Linked DNA regions of Callithrix jacchus: region 2 is linked to region 1. The links are chromatin contacts, called in public Hi-C maps. All regions are on one chromosome and are shown on one strand. Each heading gives the region's core, a stretch centred on a gene start, on an enhancer-like site or on the middle of the called end of the contact. The rest is flanking DNA. Distances are from core to core; before and after follow the strand shown. Region 1 has its middle 57 kb from the start of BTRC. Region 2 overlaps BTRC (beta-transducin repeat containing E3 ubiquitin protein ligase).

Evidence for each region. Hi-C and Micro-C count contacts between places; a contact is called where the count stands out from the background.
Region 2: a Hi-C map of skeletal muscle shows a contact between it and region 1, with 4 times the contacts expected there. The contact joins two enhancer-like sites. A contact is called at or near these places in 3 of 3 Hi-C or Micro-C datasets (induced pluripotent stem cells and skeletal muscle).

Annotation. Positions count from the first base shown.
Region 1 is chr12:94,249,918-94,253,018 of calJac240_pri, forward strand. No RefSeq gene overlaps it. Among named protein-coding and RNA genes, the nearest start is that of BTRC, 57 kb to the right of the region's middle. Within about 2 kb of position 1,689, at least 2 of the 16 cell types and tissues checked have an H3K27ac peak or open chromatin away from gene starts, as enhancers often do. A contact at or near this core is called in skeletal muscle, where this site is marked.
Region 2 is chr12:94,400,293-94,403,393 of calJac240_pri, forward strand. The region is part of intron 1 of BTRC (beta-transducin repeat containing E3 ubiquitin protein ligase); the gene reads left to right. Among named protein-coding and RNA genes, the nearest start is that of BTRC, 93 kb to the left of the region's middle. Within about 2 kb of position 1,664, at least 1 of the 16 cell types and tissues checked has an H3K27ac peak or open chromatin away from gene starts, as enhancers often do. A contact at or near this core is called in skeletal muscle, where this site is marked.

The DNA.
Region 1 (3,101 bases), core at 439-2,938:
AGACAGATTCTCACTCTATAACCCAGGCTGGAGTGCTGTGGTGTAGTCTCAGCTCACTGCAACCTTCACCTCCTAGCCTCAAGTGATCCTTCCACCTCAGCCTCCCGAGTAGCTGGGACTACAGACCCCTGCCATTACACCCAGCTATTTTTTTTTTGTACTTTTTGTAGAGATGGGGCTTCACCATGTTGCTCAGACTGGCCTCAAATTCCTGAGCTCAAGCAATCCTCCCGCCCTGGCCTTTCAAAGTGCTGGGATTACAGGCATGAGCCATTGCACCTGGCCTGAATTTCTATTATTTAGGAATTACCCAGTGTCAGGTATTTTGTTATGGCTGTCAAAATGGATTAAGACAGACCCCTTGAACAGGATGGCGATGAGAACATGAGTGCACGTGTATGCATGTGTGTGCATGCACATGTGCTCACTTGGACATTGCACACCCAGGGAGTAAGGGACGCCATTCAAGGAATCGCACTTGGTCTCACCTTGCCATCCAGTTTATGAAATTGACATTTGTTAGAAAAATAAGGGAACAGCCAGAGAAGTGGCTTCCCACAACAGGAAGGACACTTCTCCAGGCTTTATGAAGATGGGCTTTGGGAAATCATTCCTCCAGGATCATCTGCCCGATAAGCCATCATAGAGGACTCAGGGAAATGGGGGGTTAAAGGTACTGGAAAACAGAGCCACATATCATTCAACCATTTATTGAAATTCAGAGTCTGTCCTTTCCCTCTTGCTATGTAGAGGCCAGATAGAAGTAGGCCACAAAGGAGAATGAACCTTTGAAAGGTGGCTACTCTGCTTCTGGGAGGCAAAGGAAGCCAGCAGAAGCTGGGAAGTTAAAGTCGAGGTACAGAAGCCAAGCTTAGCAGAGGAGTATTTCCAGCCTTAGCAACAAAGCCAATCTTAGCTGTGTGATGGAGGTGAGAGTCACTTCACCTCTCTGGGCTTCAGGTTCCTTATCTGTAAAAATGAGAAAAATTAAGATTTCTTTCCGTTCTAGTTTCTGTGATTCTAAACTGATGAGTGAGTATGTTTGGAGAGCCCAGGTTTAGGATGAAAGAAGGAATTTCAGGGCTAAAGATCCAGACTCTTCCAAGAGGGATGAAGAGAGATAATTGCAGGGCCCGTGGGGCCTGACATTCCTCAGAGGACTGTTGGTAACTGGGAACCTGCCAGGGCCAGGACAAAACGGAGCATAAAATCAGCCCGGCCCTGGGGCAGAGAGAAGGCAGGGATGGGTCTAGAAAGCATGCTACCTAAATCATCTCAAACTCAAACTCTCTCTCAGAATCTAGCTCACACAGCCCATAGATCATGGGTAGAGACTCCAAGTAGCCAGGCAGGTGTCAATCAACCCAGGCAAATATGTGCCCGCTCATGTTCTGTGCTTTGGAAGGGAATGAATGGGAAGTGAGGGTCTTTGGTTTGTTTCCCCAGAGTTTCCTAATACAGTTTCCTGCTTGAGAAATGTTAGCATCACCTTGGCTGTCAGGATGGAGAAGGGATCAGGACGCCCCTAGTGGTGGAGACTGGTGGTTGGTAGAGGCAGCACCCCCTCCAGACTTGCTAGAGGAGCACAGGATAAAGTGTGAAGCAGCAGGAGAGAGGCCCAGGGGCACAGAGCCTAATAATGGAGTCAATTCCTCCGCCCTGTCTTGACTCAGGGCAAGATGAAACAGGGCAAGTGACCAGGGACAGTTGGAGCAGAAAGCTGCCTTGGAGGATAAATCCCTAGAGGGGAAAGACTAGAAGCCCAGAGCAGCCAGCAGGCAGCAGGCAGGGGAGAAAGGGTGAGAAGGGAGGGAAGATATCCCTTTCCACGGATGTGCCTTGGCCCCCGCCCAGGCAAAGAGGGGCAGATTTTCCGTCTTGTCCCAAGCCCCTGCATCTGCCACCTTGTTTACCTCGTGCCTATTTATAGTTGCAAACTCCAAGCCTGGCATGGGACTCTGCGATTTATATGACTATAAACCTTCAAAGGGCACTGAGGGCTGGCAGGGAATGGATAAAGACAGAGGCAGGCCTCCCAAGGTCAAAATGCTCATTCTCCCACCCCCACTAACCTGACATCCTACCTACTGACAAGAGGTCATAAGGCCAGGCTCAGGCAAATAAGAGAGTGGGTAGGAAGCCACAGTAGCCTCTGACTCTTCCTACTCTGAACCTGTCCAGTTTGGGATTTAGAGCAAGCAGAGCACGTCCTGGGTCCTGGGTCCTGGGTCCTGGAACATGGTCGGGGGGAAGAAGAAAAATAGAGCAAGACAGAGAAAACTGATTTGGTCTCCCCAGCCCCGCTTGGGAGGGGATAGGGAAGCTCAGTGTGGGAGAGCAGATCTCATCAAGGGGCAACTGAATTTGGAGAGAGTGGGTGAGTCCAGGCTTTTGAGGGAGAGGGGAAATGGGGATCAGCAGCCCAACTCCCACCCACCCCATCCAGTTAATAGCAGAGGGGAAGAAGAATTATACCTGGAGCACTCCTGGCCTCTGGCTTCCTTCAGGGGTTGCCTTCGGAGGCCTGAGTGGCCCACTTTTTATTCAGGGAAGGGTGTGCTGGTTTACCCAATGCCTGGGCGCCCAGTCACCATGGAATTCTGCAAATGCAGCTCATAGCCTAGATCCTTCCTTTTAGACGCACCCCATCCTCAGCCTCTGGAGGACCCTCTGCTTCAATTCATCTCCCTGTTGAACTCCAACCCCCCATGTATACTCACCTTACTGCTCCCCACTAAGTGCCCCTTGCTTTGCCCCTGCCCTCTCAGCTGTCTATCACAGCCTCTTAACGTGCTCTTCCCCCCAAGCCTGCCACACCGGTCACCACTCCATGATTTGTCATATATAGCCCAGCTCTGTGTGTGCATGCATGCATGTTTGTCGGCGCATGTGTAAGAATGTGCCAAACAGGTATGAACATGAAGGAGGGGGGAAACCCAGAATGGCTTTGTCCTTGACTTTGTTGCTATTTTCCCATCAATCTCCAGGCTGCTGTACTGGACTTGGGAAGGGGAAATGCCCCGCTTTTTTTTTTGAGACAGAGTTTTGCTCTTGTTGCCCAGGCTGGAGTGCAATGGCACAATCTCAGCTCTGCCTCCCAG
Region 2 (3,101 bases), core at 414-2,913, 150 kb after region 1:
ATAAAATGAAAAATTGTTACAGAGAAAAATGTTTAGTTACAGTAGTATTAAAGCAAGTTGTAAAGATCGCTGTTGTTCTACTTAATAGTTTAAAAATTAACGTTACCACAAATTTGGGTAAGTTTTAAACCCTCCTAAGTGAAGTCAGTGATTTTGTTCCTTTAAAAGAAAAAAAGAATCTTAATCACAATATAATGATTTTTGTAAACATCATGCAAATGTAGTCCTATGCAACATTAAAAGCAAATACATTGAGGATGACTTAACATGAAATATATTTTGATTCAGTTTAACTCTAGGCATTCTAACTTGTAAAAATGGCCCTTAACAGAAAAATACATATGTATCATCACTTGATTTATGGAATGTGTATGTGTGCATATAAAACCAGTTCAGTAACAGAATAGTGCTATTGGTTACCGTTCTGAGCATTTAAAATGATCACTCTCCACTTGATCACACTAAATATAAAGAGACAAGTATTTAGCATAGAAAAGTTTTCATTTCTTCTGTGTATTTCTTCATTATTAAAATGTTTATATATACCATTATTTTGTAGGCCAATTTGTTTTTCATTGTGAGATTGAGGTACTTAGATTTCTTATACAAATAGCTCTCACTAAAATGACTAGCACATGTAATTTGTACTTTTTATATTGTCCTTAGGGACATTTTACTGATTTAGAAAATCCTTTTGACATCATGTAGATGTAAGGCTTTACAGATAACATGGCCTTCACAACTAGCCACAACTCCATTCAATTCACATAGAGTATCTTTTATTTGCCAATTACTGTACAAAGTATTTGGCATAAATTAAGATTCAGACTCTCAAGGAGCTTATAGTTATTTGTTATACATGTATTAAGTACTTATGTACCAGTCATTATGTATATAAATTATTAGTATTGATAACCAGTAGTCATATGTATTTTTTTCCCATTGATTGATCTTAGGGGTCTGGCCTAGTAGCAGTCCCAAGGAAATGGTATACTTATGTTCATATCAGATATATCTCATCTCAACAAAAAAGTGATCATGGATATTTCAGACTAGTCTATGTCTTAAATGGTTTTCTCTCTGCCTTTACATACCTTCTAAGAAAATAGTGATGTTTGTGATAGGGCTACATGTAGCTTAAAAAGAGATGATAATATTTGTTACAGTGCCTCCTACTGGTAGATCATGGATTTTCAATCCTTGTCTTCAGAATTGGTAGTTCCCACTCATGATTTGGTAGTTAGTTTGGGGCTTCTGCTTAGGATATAACTGAGAAAGAGTCTGTTGCATACAAGGTATAAAGCGCTTCTTTAAACAGTGTATTTCTAGAACCTAAATTGTCCTGGGACCAGCTCTTGATATAAAAATTCATAGAAACCTGTTTTTCACAGAGTGTGGTAACTCCTTGCCATAGTGCTGTAGTGTTAAAATTCACATTGGCCAGGTTGTTCTGTAAATTAAACACTGACAGCTACCCTCAGGGGAACAGCCAATGTATTTATGATGATGTGCTGATTACACAAAATACACTGCAAGCAGAAAACAGCTGCAGAGAATAAACCTCTTAAAAAGAATACAATTACAAATAGCACCCTCAGTATTTCTGGTGGTGAGTGTAGAATACAGCATGCTAATGTAGGTTTCTTACTTAGTCTGCCTGAAAACAAAAAGTCTGAAGGAGATAAGTTAAATTATGGTTGAATGCACATGTGGTGCCAGTGAACAAATTTCCTTTCTGAAGAGCATGGCTGTAAGTGCACAGATTTCAGGTGTGGAGTAGTCTAACTACCCTCCCCCATTCTGTTAGTCGGTTTTATTAGTGGTTTTCTCATATACAGTAGGGCATGGCCTTGAGGTTATAGGGGTTCTAGACATTTGAAAGATATTACACAATGAATGGGGCAGGAGGGTAACTAAATTGTGGTTACCAATTTCTGGTAAAAACTCGATATGTTAGGATTTAGTTATCAATATTTCATTTGAAGATACAACTATACATTTTCAGTGTTATTAATGGCATTGAAGATGTGTGCCCTTGGAATTCATAAAAGGAGTCATGACTCTGTGGTAAGATCTTTCTGATTTCTTAGATTCGGTTTTTCAGGAATAATTGTATTGCAGGACATTGGAATAGTGAGGCGATTGTATATTTGTAGGAATATCAGCTCTCAAATATGTCCCTTTTCATTCCTACATCTTACAGGTAAGAAGATTAGAAAAAAAATTTAGTTTTCTCTGTTTGAGATTCTCTCTGTTAGAGCTTAGGGTCAGTATCTATAAAATATATTTCAACTGCTGAGCATGCTAGCTTCTGTTTAAATCAGTAGAAAATATGTTGATCTTTCAAGACATAAATTTACTCAAGCCAACTGTAAGGTATAGCGGAGGGACATAGTGATTGGAAACAGTTCACTTCACCCGCCTGAAACTAAGAATCAACTCTTCAGTATATGGATCACTGGTATGTAGTGATCGACTATTATTGGTCTGTCTGTTGGTCTCTTTTAAAATCGGTTTGGAACCTCCTGGAGTTATTTTCTTGCTCTACTGACATCAATCCCATGTGGCAGAGGAGTTGTGTATAATCGCTTTGGTTTAATCAATAGAATAATTGATAAACCAGATAAGATTTAAACTGATTATAGCCCCAACAGAATTCCCCAGAGGCCTTGGACTCTCTTAATTTTGACATGTGTGTTGTGTACCCTGAGGATGAAGTGCAGTTTGAATTATCTGCTTTTATTTGCTTAATGACGGGGAGGGTGTTAAAGTCAAATGTTTAATTAACCCAGCAATGGGCTGCGTTGTCACTTACACACAGCTGATTGAGATATCTCTTGGAGAATACTGAATAGGAATGATAATGTGGCACTGGGACGGAAGATTGCTTTTTCAATCCATTTGCTGGGTCACTGCTTTGAATGTCTTATTGGATGAAAGGCATTCAGCCTGGAGAAAAAATTCAGCATTTAAGTACATTTTTGTTCTCTTCCCGCCTCTAACCCACTCCCCCTGCTCAGAAGTTAACTAAAACAGATATGTTCTAGGTTTAATAAGCCATCCATGTACTAGAGATCAGGATAGCCAGTAGCCTCAAGCTA